2 separate regions of the Sus scrofa genome follow, and region 2 is linked to region 1. The links are chromatin contacts, called in public HiChIP or PLAC-seq maps. All regions are on one chromosome and are shown on one strand. The core of a region is the stretch at or near the end of the contact, and the rest is flanking DNA. Distances in the headings are between cores, read along the strand shown. Region 1 holds the start of NDFIP1 (Nedd4 family interacting protein 1). Region 2 overlaps NDFIP1 (Nedd4 family interacting protein 1).

Region 1 (4,535 bases), core at 1,936-4,435:
TTTAAAATGTCTTGAACACGTGTGTGCTGTCTTCTCTATTTCGTGGCAAGGTCCTTCTCTGTCCCCCGTCTCCCGCCACACACAGAGAAGGGTCCAGGTTTTGTTTTGGTCCCACCTCTAGGTCAATGACCACATGATGTACATTTCCTGAATCTCTTCATCGGCAGAAAGGTTTTGTTAGGAAGATTAAGGGGATGATGTATGAAAGGATCCAAGACCCAGAAAGTGCTCCACAACCACCAGTCGTCATCAGTGGGATAATTTCTTTATTTGCAACGGGAAGACATTACCTCTGCCTTTCATGAAACGCACAGTCATGCAGCAAGAATGAAAGGAAGTGGGAATTCAGTAGAAATGGAAGTGCCTGGTTCAGCTGGAGTCCTGTACAGATGAGCTGGAGACATTCAAGGCCTGAAATGAGATATCAGACTGACGGGGCTTTGTTTAAAATTTTAACAAACCCTTCTTGGTTACTGATCGAGCTCAGTACTGGCCACATGGGACACGTCTCAGGCGCTGCGAAGACCGCATCTGTCCTGGAGGAGGTTTTTGTTTAAACTGGGGTAGGAGTGGGGAAGCAGCCCTGAGCTATGTTTTTACTTGTCCATAATCTTTCTCTTTTCTCGGAGGATGGATGATTCAGAGTCAGCCAGTCACATAAAAAGTATTGCACATGGAAAGTATTACTGCTCTTCCGTGGGGAAATAAGCTTGTAAGTGCAGCCGTCTGAAATTAATAACTTTCTCGGTGGAAACTCTCTTGACAACATCTCGAGATGAAGCCAAAGAGTGCAATTTTTACGGCCTTGGCTTATCTTCTGTGTCTGCCTGGCTTGCAGCAGGCCTGGAGCCGTGAGTCAGAAATTCAGTTTCTCCCTTCACGGTGCAGGTGGCTTGCCAACTGGAGACCTTATATAGTGGTGACTCTGTTTCTCTCGAGTCCCCGGGTCACCCAGCCATTGAATCAACAGCAATTATCTCTATTTACTTTGCTAAAGGTTTTTTTTTTTTTTTTTTTTGGAGAGGGGGGACTCAGAGGGGAAAAAAGAACAAATCTTTATGGTTAACACAAAACATGCTGCTTCAGGACATGGGGAGTCAGAAATCAACCGACTTTTTTTTTTTTTTTTTTTGGAGGGGGGATATTCATGTGAGAAAGCCCGTATTTATATTATGATAAATATGTATGTCCACATGTAAGGAGTATGTTGCTACTGAGGGAGAAATTAATTTAGGAAAGAAGAAGACGGGAAGGACAGCACCTTTTCCACAAAAGCCACAAAAGTGCTGCAGACATGCGTGAAGGCAGCAGCTGTTGCTCCAAGAGCCATATGTCTCGGCACAGGCATTTTCTTTTTTTATTTCTTCTTCCACGTGAATTTAGATCATCTGGGCAAACTGTCTGTGGATGACATTTTTTTTCTCTTTCATTTCAAAGTAGAGGTTTTTTTTTCCCCCTTATGTAAGACCACAAAGTAGGATGTTATGTTTGAAGTAACTGGATGCACCTCATTACTTTTAAAGGTGGTTTCTCTGGATGAAAAAGAACAACCCGGGGACGGAGTCAGGAGCAGACCACTCAGAAGCTCACAGATTGGCCTGTCGCTGCGTTTATTCGCTCTCCCAGTGGAAATCAGTGAGGCCAGTGCTTGGAAACAGGCGCAGACTTGTTGGAGTTTGGAGACTGGTAGAGAACACTCCAAGTGAGCACCAGAAATAGATGGACTTTTTGTTGATTACAACTGGCTCCTCTGTGCAGAGACCTCGGGATAGGTGTCATACACAGGCAAGGGTTAAACCATGTCAGCTGGAAGATTAGAAGATAAAACCATAACTGTGTTCATGCCACCTCGAGAGCAGCGCCTTGGAAAGGCAATCCAGAAGGATGGGCATGATGACGAAGCTGCGGAGATCAAGTGTTTCACGGGGTGGGACGTGGGGGCAGAAGCCATTCCAGAGGGCTGGGTACTGAGAAAACAGCAGCCCTCCAAGGCCTGCTCCAGTATAGAGAGCTACGCCGCCCCGCTAGATGCTGCGGGGGATTTCGAAATATTTAAAGGACAAATCCTCTCATCTTCACAGAACTTATCATTTAGTCGCGTGATGATGGTTAAGAAAGCCCAGCTTGATGCGTTTACATTCCAGCTTTACCCCTTACCAGTGTGGCGTTCTTGGGTGAGATATTTAATGGCTTCAGGCCCAACTCCCTCATCTGTGAAACATGTCGTGGTATCTCCTCTATGGCAGTTATGCTGCCTCCGTTCCTTTCTTCTACAAGGCGAGCTCTCAATTCCGGGGCGGTCGTTGCATATACGTGCCTGTTAACCTGGAAAGTCTTATTAGCACGGCTACTACATCTTTGAAGCTTTGCCCTTTATGTCACCTCTTCAGAGAACTTGGGCTCAGAAGATACCGTGTCTCTAGCCACGGAGGAGGCTGTCCAAACACTAAAAGGATGGCGCAAAAACGAGGATGCTGTTATTATCACTCACCCTAAAGAGGCTTCGAGATCGAAGAGCTCTCCAGGATTTAGGGTCAGCAAACATTTTTTTTTTCTCTAAAGGACCAGTCAGCAAGGGTTTGCTGGGCACACTCCACAAATGGGAGCGGCGGTGTTTCCATAGAACTTCGTTTATGGGCACAAAAATGTGAATTTCACATACTTTCCACGGTCGCTGGCCCGGATCTGGCCTCCGCCCTGCAGCAGACCGGCTCCTGGTCTACAAGGATGGCAGACAAGAAGGGAGTGGATGAGAACCGAGATGCTGCAGCCAGATATTCGGGATCGGATGGCTGCGGTGTAAGTGTCAAGCTGCCTGGGCGCCCAGGACCTCTACAGCGGGGCTGCGGCCCCCGTGCCCGGGGCTTGAGATGAGGGTGAGAGGTCACACGCAGGGGAAGCTTGCTGCTTGGCACCAGGCGCCCCTCGCCGCGTCGCGCCCTCTGCGGTGACCTAGGAGCTCCGGAGTCTTGGTGGAATCGAATCCGCGGCGGCGGGGAGAAGGGAAGGGGCGGGGGCGGGTCTCGGGGGCGGGGCTGGGGGCGGGTCTCGGGGCGGGGCGGCGGCGGCACCGCGGGGCGAGGCTGGGCCGGGCGGGCGGGGCGGGGCGGCGCGAGCCGGGGGCGGGGCGGCGGCGCAGCGGCGTCGTCGTCGTCGTCGTCGGCGTCGTCGGCGTCCCCGCCTCCTCTCTAGGGGCCGCGTCTGGAGCCTCGGCGGCGGCAGCGCAGCTCACTGCCCGAGGAGAGCGGCCGGCTCGGCAGCAGCGGCGGCCAGCGAGACCCAGCCGAGGCGCGTCCCCGTCGGCCTCCCCGCGCCCCTTCCGCTCGCTCGCTCGCCCTCCTTCCCTGCGGCCGGTGCCCATGGCGTTGGCGTTGGCGGCGCTGGCGGCGGTCGAGCCGGCCTGCGGCAGCCGGTACCAGCAGGTGAGCGGCGTCCAGCGTCTCCCCGCGCCCCGGCCCCGGGCCTGCTCTCCCCGCCGGCCGCCTCGGGCCTCGTCTGCGGCCCCGCCTGTGGCCGCCTCAACGCCGCGGCTCGGCAGGCCGCGCCCGGCCTGGGCGGGCCCGGGGCTCGGATTCGAGGCGGCCGCGGGCCGTCCCTCCGCGCCCCGGGGCGGGACTCGGACGGGGGACAGACCTCCGCCCCGCAGCGTTTCCCGCATTTCTCCCGGCGGGCGGGCCGCGGGTCCGAGCCCGCGCCCCTTCCAGAGGCGTCGACCCGGGGGCATTCAGTTTTCTTTTTTTTCCACTTTGGGCTCGATGTCACTGGAAAAAAAAAAAAAAGCGTGAAATGGAAAAGGAAACGAGGTGGAGAGAAAAGATTAAATCAATGCGACTGCTGCCGACAGCTCTCCGCAGCGAGATGCGATTACTCAGGGTTTCAGAGCCTCGTCTCCTGGTCACAGCCCATCCCCCTGGCCTCCGTCTTAAGACAAAAGTCAAAATGAGAGGAGGGACGAGTCGGCAGGTCGCAGAGGATTTCGCAAAGGCGATGTCGAAGTAGTGATGCCCCTGAAATGTCGAGCTAAATGTTGCAGGCTGCAGGGCGTGTGCCTGCGTGTGTGTTTTCCAGGCTCGGAGATGACGTTTCAAGACAGTGAATAGCATAGCTGGGGAGGACATGTATCGGGAACGATTGGATTATTAGCTCCAGGTATGAGTTCTAAATTGAGGCCCTGGGGAAAAGAGCTGCTTGTTTCACTGGCCTCTGTGTGTAACCGAGTTTCCCTCTGAAATTCGGGAAGACATCCGGCAGGGTTGTTAGAGGTATTTAACGCATCGTAATTGTGGGCATGGAGCCAGGTGGTAACTGATGTTGATTGGAGCCGCGGATAACTGCTTGCGTTACGTTTCCTCTGTTTTCAGCATAGTTTGCATACAAATAGGAAAACCGTGCTCTTCTGAAATTAAATGTCCTCTCATAGATGAGCTGCAGTTTTATATTCTAGAAATAAGGAAAACCAGTACGATGAAAACATGTAGATGAACCCGGGGGCTTGCGGGGGGGGGGGGCAGTTACTGGGCTGTTTTGCTGTCATC
Region 2 (4,638 bases), core at 1,681-4,180, 39 kb after region 1:
GTTGCCATGAGCCGTGGTGTAGGTGGCAGGCGCAGCTGGAATCTGGTGTTGCTGGGGCTGTGGTGCAGGCCGGCGGCTGCAGCTCCAGTTTAACCCCTAGCCTGGGAACCTCCATATGCTGCGGGTGTGGCCCTAAAAAGACAAAAAGACCAAAAAAAATTTTTTTTTTCATTTAAAAAAGAAGGGAATGACATGTTTATAGGAGGGAGCCAAAAGCAAACAAACAAAATATATTCTGAGAAAACAAACAGATTTGGACACTTTCAAAACAAGGACTATATGAAACGGAAAGACATCCTGTTTCACTTAAGATTGTTTTTGCATGAAAGGAAATACATTTGTGTATGTATCATAATCATTTCAAGTCAGCGCTATAGAAAATACTTCCGCAACATTTTAAGAAATTTTTGTAAGAGCGAACTGAGCAACAATCTACAAAATGAAGTCTTTTGTTTTCTAAACTCCTCAGTTAAAATGTGAACTTTTATCAGCTGAACTGTTTTAAAATATTTTGCTTTATTTTTCAGTTTTCCACCTATTTCCCTGGATATTTTGATGGTCAGTACTGGCTCTGGTGGGTGTTCCTGGTTTTAGGTGAGTGCTTTTAATGAAGCCATGGGAGAGAAAAGATGATGGGAAATTTCAGGAGTAAAATTACTTTGTGTCAACCCTCATCTCACTTACTGCACAGTCCCCTACTAGCGGTAATTAATAAGCATTTCAAAGCGAAGGTTCTGGTCGCCATCCGCGTATAACATGCAGGTTCACAAAGGTCTCTTTCCTCCCGCGTTCGAATGCCCTCGTCGTGTCCTCCATGTGACTGGTAGGACACCGTGATGAGGCGACTCTGTAGATTTCTGTCCCCTTGGTGAGTTGCTGCTGCCAGTGGGGTTCACCAGCTCAATCCCACGTTGCGTAGAGGTGTGTCGTGAGCAGCTGAACTGCTTCTAAGTGTATGTGGCCTGCCTTCCCTTGGATCTGTCAGGAGACGATAGAGAATGTCAGCCTTGCTGGACAAACCTTCTGGAAGAACCACCACTGGGCTTCCCGAGTTCTTTAGCTCACTCTTGGGGAGAAGAGAATTGTTTTGCGAGAAGAGGGAGAAACTCTTTTTTGTTTCGTTTTGAAAATATATTAGCCATTTCAGGTTGTTGGTCTTAAGATTCAATTTTTTCCTCTCAATTTTTATTTTCCGATCGTTTCTTCTAAGACAGCTTAAAGCAAAGCAGTGAGCACTGGGGTGAATTGTGCTGGCTTCTTCATTCTTTGTGGAGAAAATATAAATGATATAGACTAAAGCCACCACCTCCTGTCCTTCCTGCAAAGCAGTGGCAGGGCCATCCTTTAGCTGTAAAGGCGGCATCCTCGTCTCACTCTGTTCCGCGCACTTGTTTTCCTATTGGAGCATTTCTTCCGTTTCAAGCCTTTTTGTTGGCTCTTTAATTCAGGTCCTTGGTGCCAGGGCTGCTGACGCGTCCGACTAGCACAGGGGAGGGCCCATGCCCAGCAGGTGCTTCCTCGCTTCAGGACCTCCCTGCTGTGCCTGGGGTAACAGAGCCATGCTTGGCTGGCCCTGAATTTTACTTGGAAAATACAAGTCACTGATGCCCCCTTCCCTGCCGCCTCGGGGGCATCGCCTGCTCTACTGCTCCTTGTCGGCTTTCCAAGGGAGGAAAAATAGGGATGTTTTAGCCCTTCCCTCGATGGCTGAGAAGTGTAATTATAGAAACATGACCTGTGGGAGAGCTGCTGTGGAGGAATAGTTCCTTGGCGCGCTTACTCTCTAAACTGCACCTGTAAGTGTAACTCCTCGTCTTCCTCCAAGCTGACGGCCCGAGCACATCCTGAACGGACCAAAGAGCCATTAGCCGTAATTTTAGGTTGATCGTCGACAGCATAGATAATTTAAGGAAACTTAATGGACTGATTTCCTTCCTCTATTAAAGTTTCATGGGAGATGAATTTGTAATACTTTGTAATTGATCATTCTTCCTGTCTTGCCGCTTACTGGTAAGCAAGGGATGGCAAGGTCCTTAGTGCCTTCGGAGCTAATGTTTGCATCCTTTTTTGGAGCTTCTTGCAGAGACAACTTTTGTTTATTTGGTTTTCCTGCCAAGATCAGGTATTCCAAGCTCTCAGGCTATCAGCTCGTGAGCTCCATCTAGCCTGGTAGTTGTGCTTTGTATAGTCCACAATTTTCTTCAGAAGTTGGTTTTTTAAATTGCCATAGTATGAAAGGCAAGAACTTTCACATCAAAATATCTGAATGTCTCACCTTTTCTTAAAAATTGGATTACCTAGTAAAAAACCACATGATACCCATGGTTTGATTGTGGCTGGATTTGCGGCTACACCCGCCGTATAAGTTAGATGCTCCCCACACCACTAGGCTTCCTCCATCTAGCATTTGGTGTAGTCCCTTGTTGATTTTGATGCCAAAGAGAATGGTATTTCGCTGTGCTCAGTGTTGATGACTTGTGGTTACTGCCAAAACCCATTTTTCTCTTGAGTACCAAAGTTCTCCACCACTTAAGTATATTTTAAAATGTATCCAAAAGAAAGTGGTTGCCTAGAGCTAGGGAGGTGGGAGGAGGGGACAGGAAGCGGGGAGTGACTGCCTGGTGGGTATCGGTATTTTTAGAGGTGACGACAAGTTCTAAAATTAGACGACAGTTTTAATTATACTAAAAGCCGGTGAATGGTACACATTAAATAGGTCAACTTTATCATGTATAAATTATATCTCTATAAAGTCCTTTCAAAAAGTGTCTAAGACTCAGGGACCCTCTCTGGGGGAGGAGCCCTAGGAGTGTGTGGGCTACCCCATTGGATCCTTCCCCACTGAGTCCTAGATGAAGAAAAGAGAAGTAGAGGGAGTTGCCGTGTGGTCCGGTGGTTGAGACTTGGCACCGTCACCGCTGCAGCCAGATTCAGTCCCTGGTCTGGGAACTGACATCCCACCGCAAACCAAAAAAGGGATAGAGTTGAGACTCACTGTAAAGGCAGGGGGAGCCTGACATCTAGTGGCCGGCATTGTGTACTGTCGATGGAAAAAAAATGAAATTTTTTTTCTGTTGAGAAAAACGTAGTATTATAACCTTTCTATTTTTAGAGTTAATTATCGAAGAGTACTTTTTTGGAACTCAGAAGGTAGGTTTCGATCTTGCTTCTCAGTGAGGCTGCCAAATGTCAATGTTTGGCCCCATCTTAATTTCTGTTTTCTTCTTGGGCAAATTAGATTCTGAACATGCAAAGGAGACTGGGGTTTGGCTCTTGAGCTCGTGTTCTCATAGAGAAATGGAAGATCTGGTGTGGAAATCCTTTGGAAATTTTAGAGGAAATTTTGTTTTGATAGATTTTAGCAGGAAAATGATGTGGTGTGAAGTATTGCTATCGGGAGGGATATTTCTGGGGAGTGGACTTATGATGGAAATTTGAAATTCATTCTTGACTTTTCTTTTTTAAATTAGGATTTCTCCTGTTTCTCAGAGGATTTATCAATTATGCGAAGGTTCGGAAGATGCCAGAAACGTTCTCCAATCTCCCCAGGACCAGAGTTCTCTTTATTTATTGAAGGTATTAAAGAAAAAAACCCTTAATTTGTGTCCCGGTGTGATCACGTGGTACATGGCAGATTACTCTTCAGGTTTGGGGTGCACACCTGTTGTGGGAGGGATAGAGAAAGTAAGAAAGCCGCAATATTTGTCTTTTGGTTTCTAGTTCAGGAAGGGCTATTTCTGTGAAAAAAGCTACTTTTTGAAAAAGGCAAGTTGGAAAAAACCGCCCTTGGAGAAAACAGTATCTCATGTTGTCACAAATGCAGAAGAGGCCCGGCTGATCCTAGATCACTGACTCTTGAATCGTGAAGAGGTCTCGGTATATTTACTTCGAGAAAAGAAAGTTTCTACTGTATTTAATTTGGCAGGAGGTGAAACTGTTTTCAGAGTGTTTAAGCAACAGTATAAGAACGATGAGAACTTCTCAAATGGAACAGAATTTTGCTCAAGCCTGGCGTAACAGCAGTAACTCATGTTTGTTGCCTTTGCGTATGTCAGCTACTGTCTCTGTAAGCACTTTGCAGCTGTGCTCAACTGTGCTCACGTCAGTCCCAGAAGGTTAGCGTGTTGGAGCAGCTCAGGGCCATCCTGGCCGAGTATATTCATAAGGCGTTTCTTTGAAAAGGTAAAGCATACTGAGAGCCTAGTCTTCTGTCGGTTCACGTCCGTTTCTCCGAGGGAGCATTTGAGAGAAGATTCTAGTCCTTAAGAGTACTAATGGTGCTTATGAGTTTAAAGAAAAGGGATGTTTCGGTGCATGTTTAAACTGTCCTGAGTGGTGTGTCTTCCGTGTGAATTCAGTGACACACCCTGGCCACAGATGGACCCCGATGTCACTGGCCTGGGCCCTGACGCCTGGGGGGCGTCTGTGTCTGTGTCCAGGGCGTCCTAACATCACCGTCTAGTCAGAGGCTCTGTACCGTTTCGTGCAGTTTGCCGTTAGCATCGTTTTTCTTTCCTCTACATTCCTGATTATAATTTATAATTACTTCCGAGCCTGAAGTTTCACTCTGAGCCGTGGTAAATTCAGAAGTCAGTGATTTGGGGTCGCCGTGCCCTCCTTACAGTGAGAGCCCCAAGG

The links. HiChIP or PLAC-seq counts read pairs in DNA pulled down with a chosen protein or histone mark.
Region 2: a contact with region 1 is called in an H3K27ac HiChIP or PLAC-seq map of skeletal muscle. The contact joins the enhancer-like site here to the promoter of NDFIP1 in region 1. A contact is called at or near these places in 6 of 47 Hi-C or Micro-C datasets (brain, embryonic fibroblasts, fetal heart ventricle and 2 more) and 1 of 2 datasets of contacts at active chromatin or transcription factors (skeletal muscle).

The regions. Positions count from the first base shown.
Region 1 is chr2:143,685,761-143,690,295 of Sscrofa11.1, forward strand. NDFIP1 (Nedd4 family interacting protein 1) reads left to right here and starts at 3,186. Exons shown (of 8, transcript NM_001243361.1): 1 at 3,186-3,422. The coding sequence starts at 3,360.
Region 2 is chr2:143,724,726-143,729,363 of Sscrofa11.1, forward strand. NDFIP1 (Nedd4 family interacting protein 1) reads left to right here. Exons shown (of 8, transcript NM_001243361.1): 6 at 528-594; 7 at 3,471-3,576. The coding sequence ends at 3,574. Among named protein-coding and RNA genes, the nearest start is that of NDFIP1, 38 kb to the left of the region's middle. Within about 2 kb of position 2,931, at least 31 of the 83 cell types and tissues checked have an H3K27ac peak or open chromatin away from gene starts, as enhancers often do. A contact at or near this core is called in skeletal muscle, where this site is marked.